Regions from separate parts of the Mus musculus genome. Here regions 2 and 3 are each linked to region 1. Evidence: chromatin contacts called from public Hi-C and promoter capture Hi-C data. All regions are on one chromosome and are shown on one strand. Each heading gives the region's core, a stretch centred on a gene start, on an enhancer-like site or on the middle of the called end of the contact. The rest is flanking DNA. Distances are from core to core; before and after follow the strand shown.

Region 1 (3,179 bases), core at 351-2,850:
CAGTGTACTCACATAAATAAAATAAATAAATCTTTTTTTAAAAAGATTGACTGAAATGGTAGTGCAGCTTATTAAACCTAGGCAGTTCACAGTTGACATTAGTGTCATTAATCAGCAGGGTGAGACTGGACAGGGGAGCAGGAGAGTGGGACAGCCAGGGTGGATATGTAAAAATGAACAGAAACCACACCCTTTGCTTAACTCCTTAGGTTACTGGGGGATAGAAGAGGGCTGTATAAGTACTTAACATCCTGGTCTAGTTACTCCTCCAGTTTCATGTCTGTGACCTTCAGAGCCACTATGAATAATTATGATCCCATTTCATAGAAGTGAAAACAGAGGAATGTATCACACAAAGGTGGTAATGGCATAGGCGGAACCTGAACCCAAGTCTTCCTGATTGCTATGGTGGTGTTTTTCACAGGGTAGGACTATCCTGCAAATCACTGCCAGCTTTCTTATCCCAAGAGCAAGAGTCAATTAAGTTTAAAGGTACAGACACAGGACACAGTCCAAACAAAGCTATGGAACACAGTGATCCCTGAAAGAGGGATTTATCCATCTTTGTAGGGAATTGCTGGCCAGAGCAGATTTCCTTCACAAGCATTTGTAGAAATAAATGATACAGTGTTGTGATATGCTTCTTTTGGATGCTCATTTTGTAATGGAGTGTTTGTTGTACATCTTCAATCTCATTCTGATACATTGCAAACGTCATTAGTATTTTATCTTGCTCAGCTGTTTCACTAATGTTCATGGGGCATGAACTCCAAACTGTATGTTCTATATAGCAGTTGACCTGATCCAGGGTGAAGAGGTTTCAGGAGCAGCTCAAAAACATTCTTAAAGCAGTATGTCTTCAATAGCAGCAGTCAGGAGACATTGGCAAGGGTATCTGTGAGAGTTCGAAGCCAACCCGGATACATAGGCTCACCAAGGCTAAGTATCGAGATCTTACTTTAAAAAAGGGGGGGGGGTGAAGGGAGGGAGGGAGAGAGAAAGGGGGAGGGGGGAAGAAAGGAAAAAGAGAGAGAAAGAAAGAAAGAAAGAAAGAAAGAAAGAAAGAGGGGAAGAAAGAAAGATAGAGGGAAAGAAAGAAAGAGGGGAAGAAAGAAAGAGGGGGAGAAAGAAAGAAAGAAAGAAAGAAAGAGGGAAAGAAAGAAAGAGGAAAAGAAAGAAAAGGAAAGAAAGAAAGAAAAAAGGAAGGAAGGAAGGAAGAAAGACAGACAGACAGACAGACAGAAAGAAAGAAAGAAAGAAAGAAAGAAAGAGGGAAAGAAAGAAAGAGGGGAAGAAAGAAAGAAAGAAAGAAAGAAAGAAAGAGGAAAAGAAAGGAAGAAGGAAAGAAAGGAAGGAAAGGAAGGAAGGAAGAAAGAAGAAAGAAAGAAAGAAAGAAAGAAAGAAAGGAAGAAAGGAAGGAAGAGAGAGAGAGAGAAAGAAAGAAAGAGGGAGAGAAAGAAAGAGGGGGGGGAAGTGCAAGTGAAGACTAGCGCTGTAATTCATTGTAACGAGATGATCAGGACTCGCGCGAAGAGTTTTGAGCCTCGGCGCTTGCCATCTTCCCTCCTGGAGCGGAGCTGGTCGCGCCTGCGCCCTGAGAGGCGGCGCTGCGTGGAGCGGGTGGACTGCGGGGTGGTTTCTCTTTCTAAGCGTAGCCAGGAGCTATCGCTGGCCTCGCCGCCACCATGAGTCGTAACTACAACGATGAGCTACAGTTCTTGGACAAGATCAATAAAAACTGCTGGAGGATCAAGAAGGGCTTTGTGCCCAACATGCAGGTGAGTTGGGGCAGCGGCCTTGGGAGCTGCAGGCCGCGACTCCGCCGCGAACCGGCGGCCTCCGCCCAGCGCAGGGCTGCGGGGTTCCAGGTCTCCCTCCTCTGCAGACTGCACGCGCCAGGTCCACACACACGAGGACAGACGGACGCAGCGTGGGGGCTCACGCGTGTTTTCCCCACGCACCATCAGACACGGTGTTCCTGGTCTTCCGAGATTTCTGTGGACTTTCCCAAGTTGGCACCGCCAGCCAGGAACTCTGTTTCTCTTGAGTCCTGATATTTAGTTAACGTTTACAGATGGCATTCTCCAAACTTAACTGGGTTTTAACGTAACGACAATCGGCATGATTCGAGCTTTTAATATGCTCTTGGCGGAGGACCCCCGAGTTGGTGGGTAACTTATCTGTACCCATCTAGGAAGACAACCCTGAATTCGTATCGAGTCCACTTCTCTCAGCCTGAATGATGTGTTTCAGCTGAAGGCTTGGGAGCCAGAGACCAGGATCTGAAACCCTGGGCCTGCTGTCGCCACCGCCGTGTGTACTCGAAAGTTCCGATAAACGTTGAGGAAGAAAACACTTGTGAGGTTTTGGCACATGTGTTAAGTGACACCGTCTCATAAATGCCATGAGAATGCAATAAAGATTTGCAGTCCTTTGTCTTAGTAAAAAGTTTCTGATAGGCTTCGCTTGGTGGCTCGGGCCTATAATCCCTGGAGGCTGGGAAATGGAAGATCCATTCAGGACTGGTTACACAGAGAAGCCTTGCACCACTTTGCAAGGTATACTAGGGAGAAAAAGTCCACAGCAGTGAAACAGTATTTTCCTTTGTTGTGTGGAAGAAGGGAAGGCTGGTTGGTAGAGTCTTGCTAATTTATTAAGTGACACATGAAAATTGTACATTATATCCGTGTGTGTGTGTGTGTGTATAATATATATACGCATATATTATATACATATATATTATACACACATACATATTATATATATATATATATATGATGCTTTTTATAATGCGTAAGTTATATAATAGCAAAATCATGATAGACATATCGCCTCAGAAATTTGTGAGCAGTTTTTCCGTTTTGAAGATCGTTGATTAGATTTTACGGGTTGGACATTTCCAGTTTAAACCCAGATCTAAAATGCTCTAAGATCCTTTTAGATTGTGACTGGAAGTTTTCCTCTTAAAAGACGCAACGTGGCAGCTTCATGCAGAATGAAGCACTTTGTGTGGTATAGACGTTCATGCAGAATGAAGCACTATGTGTGGTATAGACGTTCATGCAGAATGAAGCGCTATGTGTGGTATAGACGTTCATGCAGAATGAAGCGCTATGTGTGGTATAGACGTTCATGCAGAATGAAGCGCTATGTGTGGTATAGACGTTCATGCAGAATGA
Region 2 (3,179 bases), core at 442-2,941, 2.2 Mb before region 1:
AGCTGAAGGAAATCTGATAAAGAAAGAAAGACCACGGCCGGGCTGGGGGTGTCGGGGCAGAGTGCATGTGCGGAGCATGTTCAAGGCCTTAATCACAACCCATCATAAACAGATCAAACTGTACTCAAACCAGAAGCTTCCTGTCTCTGGGCAATTCCGATGAACAGCCACACATTCAGCAATCACCGTTTTCTCAACGATAAGCCTCACATATGACAATATAAGAAAACAGGATATTAAATCGATCCGGCTGTGACTTGTCTATAGGTTTCTAATTTGTTATTTCCTTTCTTAAATTCAGTTTCAATATATATTCCCCATTTTCCTCTAAAATAAACAAAAAACAAAACTTTTTGCAAGCTCAGGAGAGGTTCCTGGACCTGGCACCTAATTCTTATCTATGTACTTAATTATCACTTCATGATGTATCCAGTTATTTGCAGAAAAGTATTTTTTGAAACATGTATCTCTAGGCTGCCTCCATGAATCCTTTTTGGCACAAAGGATGGAAAGCAATTCGATATAAACTCGAACATACATTTAAAATGTAATCTCTAGAATAGGAAGATGAAACAAAACCTTTCAAATAAAAAAAAAATTCCACTGTGAAATTCTGGAATTCCCTTTGTTATAATTACAACAAACTTGGCTGAGCTATCTCATGGAAGCTTCTAGAATACTAATTCAGTTGAGACAGCGCACAGGACTTATGGGGACAGAATCAGAGATGCTAAGGCCTTAAGACATTTGAATTTCATGGCAAAGTGAACACACGAAGGCTGTAATTCTTGTTTGACTTCATTTGACTACATTTGTCACCACGAAAGACGGAAGGCGACTTCTCGGCCGCTCCATGAAGTAGTAGCCCGGGACCTACCTCCTCACAAACTGCGGAAAACCGGTTGAGAAACTGCACAGTGTGCACCACAAACTGGTTTAGAAAGGCCACGGTTCTTTTCTGTTGAATAGCTGGCACCTGTGTCATGTAAAAAAGCAAACACGATTCTTACAGGAGAAACACACTCTCTGCAATCCTTTGGATATCTGGATTTCATAGAGGGGGATGGATGGTCTTTGCCCTGGGACATGTGGTTCACGAAGGGCTAAGAAGAGTCGCTGATTTGTTTTTCTGAATCTTGTGTGAGTCAAACACACACACACACACACACACACACACACACACACACACACACACACGAGCAGCTAGAGAGTCGAATAAGAGGTGAAGTGTCAGAGGTGGTACTATCTCCAGACTGTCAACCTCGGGCGTAGAGACACGTGATGTGGGGAGCAAAGGCTGCGTGGCACACCAATTCTTTTCTTAGCCCAGGAGGGACCCCTTTCAAAGTGGACTGCAGGGCTCCCCCCATTGCCCAGAGTAGGAAAACAGGGGCCCGGATTGGGCCTGGAGAGGTGGCGTCTCCCTGGGAACCAGGGCCCCTTGGCCAAGCCTCCTTCCCTGTTTGTCGGACGCTCAAGTCGGTCTTTTACAAACCTTGGTCAGGTCTATGCCTGACCCCATGAGAGGAAGCCCATCCTCATCCATCTCCTCAGCGGATGGGGACCCCGGGGCTCAGGCACAAGCTCCTCCCAGCCCAGTAGAGAGCCCAGACTCCTTTCCCAAGTTCCTGCCTTCGGGGCCTTTCCGGAAGAAAGCGCGAGTGTTCACCATTCAATGGGTGGCTTCAGAGAGGCCGCCCCGCCCCCTCGCTCTCGCTCAGCATTCTGGGATTGGTAGTTCATGATTCCGATTGTAAAATTGGGCCGGGGAAAAGCTGCTGATGAGCAGGTTTCACAGTTGCTGTTTTAGCTGTAAAATCTGAAAAAATCTGAAAAAGAAAAGGGGGTGGGTGGGTGGGAGTGGTGGAGTGAGGGAAAGAGACGGAGAGAGAAATAGAGAAAGAGAAACAGAAAGAGACAGATTCAGACAGACAGAAACAGGGAGACAGACGCAGGGTTGGGATGAGGTCAGACTGGGAAAGTTAGAAGCTGAGCTGTATCCGTTTTGAGATTTTAATTGCTTAGTCCTGTTACAAAACAAACAAACAAAAAAAAGATCCATAATTCACTGAAGAGCACTTCTCTTTTTGTGTAATCCTACTAAGTGCCAGATACTCTGTTAGCCCTTGTGAAGTCTAGAGAAGTCTGTCAGAACTTGTCTTCAGCCCTGGCAAGCCTCATGCACTGGAGATCCGTTTCTAAGGGTGTTTGTTTGTTTGTTTTGACATAACATAATTTCAAGCAACAACTGAGACACACAGCTGTGAAAGTGACTGCACTTACGTCATGTAAACGATCTTACACCTACAGTATGAAGATTTTGGTTCAGAGTTTGGCTGCACATTTTACCAGCGATGTGAGTTAGGGCAGGTCACCTAAGCAAAAGTAAACCTTTTTATTGTACCAAAACAAGTACTGAAGAAGTGACAGGATCTCCTCTGCTACACTAGTCAAAGGGAGGACATGCAGAATTTTGATGTGCAAAAGTTAGATGGACGTGCAAACAAACTCCTGTGAAAGTTGTGGCATTGCAAATTAGCATGTACAAACACTTGTAGATCCACGAGTACATGCACACCACATGCAAAGTGTGCGGTTCTGTGGATAATAGGAGCTTCTAAGTTGTACAAGAAGAGGAAGCCGACTTTAGTATCTACTTAACATTAAGAGCAGTTAAGATGACAATCTGGAATAAACCTTTGTCCAAACAAAGGTACAGAGACATGAGGGCATATGGCGTTTAAGGCAAAGGAAAGATTGTTTGGTGGTGTAAGTAGAAATGCCCAGAAGTGGAGAATAATGAAACAAGGCAGAAGTAGACACAAAAGCTGACGAAGGGCCTTTTATGGCAGAAGAAGAGTCATGTTTTTCTGAATGGGATTCGTGAGCTTCTGTTTGGGAGTGCTTCTTAAAACGCCCACTCCAGGGCCGGGCGTGGTGGCGCACGCCTTTAATCCCAGCACTTGGGAGGCAGAGACAGGTGGATTTCTGAGTTCGAGGCCAGGCTGGTCTACAAAGTGAATTCCAGGACAGCCAGGGCTATACAGAGAAACCCTGTCTCAAAAAACAAAAAAACAAAAAAAAAACAAAAACAAAAAAACAAACAAACAAACAAACAAACAAAAAATGCCCACTCCAGAGGTTAGCCTTAGACAAGCCAAATCAGGATCTCTTTTGGA
Region 3 (3,179 bases), core at 481-2,980, 2.2 Mb before region 1:
TGTTTAGCCTTTCAGTATCACCTTGTTTCCTATGACAGAATGATGTGGGGAAATCTGAAGTGTATCTAATACATAGAAATACATGTGTGCTCAGTTATGTTGGACTTTATCAGAATACACCTCTACGAATCATTGGTGAAAGAAGACCTTCATTGTTTTTACATCTATCATCTATATAATGTATACACATGTCTCAACAATTAGTAACGGGAATTCCCTGTAGATCTTCAAAAAATTTTTTTTTCTTGTATTAAAAGCAACATACTTTTAAGTTCAGCTTTGGTTTGTACACATTACTGATAAAGTATCTCTACTGTCACTCCGTATAGTTTGTGGACTAACCTGAAACGTACACATGCCAACAACCACATAATTACTGCCGCCATATGCAATCAGGTTTCCTGAATCTCCACTCTCAAAGGGATTAAATTCTACCACGTGCACATAATCTTCGCAATCCACGGTGTACGCAGCATTTCTTGTAGCATCTTGCTTCATCTTGTATCCCAAAGCTGGAGCAGTTGTAAGAATCAAATAGTTGTTTATTGCCTGTCAGGAAACTGTGGATCACAAACAAAATTTACAAAGTGTTTGTCATTCAACAGAAGAATCATAATGGGGCTTGGTATAGCAATGTCAGAGCCAGCTCAAAAGAGAAGTCTGCTTATATTAACACACACATGAATAAATTTAATACAAATAGAGTCCTAAGATTATTAAGCAATAGAGATGCAGCACTATTTGTAGTTGGAAAGTTGTACTGACACTGTCATATGCAAGAGTACCATAAACGCCGGTACTACCAATAGTCCCTTCTTTGCCTATGAAGAAATTTGCCAAGTTCGTCAACAGGTTGAGGATTTAAAAGATTTAGCATGTGTTGGGCCTACATGCTAGAGAAAACACAAATACACACACCTGCCTATCTCAGGACTATGCTACATTATTTGTTCGAATTATATGACCTTTAACATTCTAATTTGACAGACCACCTGAACTATCAAGGGTCCGATGAACTGGAAAGTCCCACCCCTGCCTAAAGACACATGGAGTCCAAGAGCCTTGAAGGATAATATCAGGTAGCAATAGTTATAACCAACCATTACCCATGCAATAAAATAAGGAGATTAAAAAATACAGGCTCTGGAGTAATGTGTGATACTAACGTTATTAACACCTGTCACAATCCTCAACTAATTTGTCTCGAGACAGGTAGTGTGTACTGTAGAAATAGCATTCTCACGTGCAAATTAATTTTTACTTTGTTGTTAATGAAAAGGAGGCACCCTAGGCTAAGAAAGAACACGTAAAATCCTGAGTTATCTGCTGAGTTTTTTCAGATTAAGTCCCATCTCAGAGAGACTGGACACATGTTACGCGGGACCGGCAGGTGAGAAGACCATAGAGCAGAGAGGTATAAGGCATGCAGGGGACTTGAGGTCCGGATTTGATGGCAACCCCTGACCTCCAGGTCTTTAAAGCCCTGGGTCAATATTCCCAGGGTCCCTGGAGTTGTGTCCCCCACGCGTCGCCCGAGAAAACCCACTCCCACCTCGCGAGGTCACAAGGAAGAGCTCTGGAGAACAGGGAAGCGCCCCTGGGGAAGCAGCACAAGCTGGCGATCCCCGGTCACCGCACTCGATACGCACCTAAAGCAGGGGAGGCGACCTGGGCAAGGCTCTCCCGACCATAGGTGGCCAGGGCGTGCGCCCGCTCTGCTTCCGGGTCGGAGGGCGAGCGCGGCGATTGGTTCCCAGGTCGTGCCGCGAGATTTGAAAGGGACGCCGAGGCGATTCAAACCTCTGCCTTCCGGCGTCCTGGCTGCGCTGCTCCTCCCTCCGCTTGCACCCAGCCTGGGTCACTGGACGAGGTGGGTCTGGTCTCTTCTGTGCCCCCGGGTCGCAGTTCCAGTGGGCATTCGGGCTGCTGCTCTGCGAACGCATCTCGGTGACAGCGACGTGCCAGCCAGTGGCGTTGTCTGCGCAGTGGCTTCGCCCCGACTTCACGGTGTCCCGTGGAAAAAAAGACGCTAGGGCTTCGGCAAGACCGAAACCCATCAAAATCTTCTTTTAGTCCGTTAGATCGGGGATCTGGCACACGACGAGTGCAGGCTTCTCAGATTTTCTGTCGTTGCATCCTTCAGAGGGCCATTCCGGACCAGGCAAGAAGAATAACTGTCACCTGTCATCTTTTAATGGAGATTTGCTAAGTGCTGGCAATAAGGAGGTTGGCTATTTCCTTCACTGGTGCCTTATAATTCTGTTAAGTAGTCCCAATTATGGACGTGGAGAAATTTGTGGTAATCACGAGGTACAGCTAATGCAGGGGTGTGGTGGCAGGGATAGTTAGCTAAGTGTGGTGCTCTCTCACTTTACCTTCCAGCGACAACTACCTGTCTCAGATTTTCTGCTCCAGTGCACTTTGAATCCAGTTTAAAAGCAAGAGTTTATTCCCTCTGACACCTTCTGTTTTGTTCATATCCAGCGTCTCATCGAGTCTTCACAACAGGCTGGGAGGTAGAACAGAGGGGGCGGCATAGTCCTGATTGCTTTGTGACCATTCTTATACCTGGGCAGCCAGATCTAAAGTTAGGTAACCCTGGAAAAGCTGGAACTACAGTGGATATTGGCATGCCAGCCCAGATGCCTGTTGGTGAATAGCCAGATCTAGAACTAAACATGGTTTTACATGTTTAAATGGTTGATGGAAAAAAAAAATATTTCAGGCAAACTAATCATATCACCCATAGCTCATGCTTTTGTGTCTTCTTCAATTTTGTTTTTTAAGAGATAAATAGGAGATAACCTAGGTGCTCATCAGAGAATTGTGAGTGAGGCCTGGGGAGGTGGCTCACTGGATAAAGCGCCTGGACAGCTATGAGGACTGGAATCCAAATCCCCAGGGCTAACGGAGACACTGGTGTAGTAGTCTGCTTGCAACCCCAGTGTGCTAGAGGTGTAGACAAGTGATGCCGGGGCAAGTCAACAAGGTGGAGAGCAGTGGAGAAGACACTCAGTGTCAACCTTGGGCCTCCATACACATGTGCTTACATAAAGGCGAACATATACACACAGCAGACTTGTAAAAAGAGACACAGAGAAGACTGGAAGTAGAGAGGGGACTGATTCCATAGCATGGCTGCCTAGAATACAGACACATCTAGGCTTATTTTGAAAGGG

The links. Promoter capture Hi-C pulls out the DNA fragments that hold promoters and counts their contacts. A called contact is a pair of places that touch in the nucleus more often than the background predicts.
Region 2: a contact with region 1 is called in a promoter capture Hi-C map of hippocampal neurons, with 5 times the contacts expected there. The contact joins the promoter of Washc3 here to the promoter of Rtcb in region 1. A contact is called at or near these places in 2 of 39 promoter capture datasets (embryonic stem cells and hippocampal neurons), 1 of 484 Hi-C or Micro-C datasets (CD4 T cells), 1 of 115 datasets of contacts at active chromatin or transcription factors (astrocytes) and 1 of 9 other capture datasets (adipose tissue).
Region 3: a Hi-C map of B cells shows a contact between it and region 1, with 5 read pairs. The contact joins the promoter of Nup37 here to the promoter of Rtcb in region 1. A contact is called at or near these places in 2 of 39 promoter capture datasets (hippocampal neurons and liver) and 3 of 484 Hi-C or Micro-C datasets (B cells, CD4 T cells and CD8 T cells).

What each region holds. Positions count from the first base shown.
Region 1 is chr10:85,956,214-85,959,392 of GRCm38.p6, reverse strand. It overlaps Rtcb (RNA 2',3'-cyclic phosphate and 5'-OH ligase), which reads left to right and starts at 1,600. Exons shown (of 12, transcript NM_145422.4): 1 at 1,600-1,778. The coding sequence starts at 1,686.
Region 2 is chr10:88,199,609-88,202,787 of GRCm38.p6, reverse strand. Washc3 (WASH complex subunit 3) reads right to left here and starts at 1,691. Exons shown (of 7, transcript NM_026070.3): 1 at 1,496-1,691; 2 at 878-976. The coding sequence starts at 1,546.
Region 3 is chr10:88,145,543-88,148,721 of GRCm38.p6, reverse strand. Nup37 (nucleoporin 37) reads right to left here and starts at 1,730. Exons shown (of 10, transcript NM_027191.2): 1 at 1,650-1,730; 2 at 343-560. The coding sequence starts at 498. Parpbp (PARP1 binding protein) reads left to right here and starts at 1,781. Exons shown (of 11, transcript NM_029249.2): 1 at 1,781-2,226.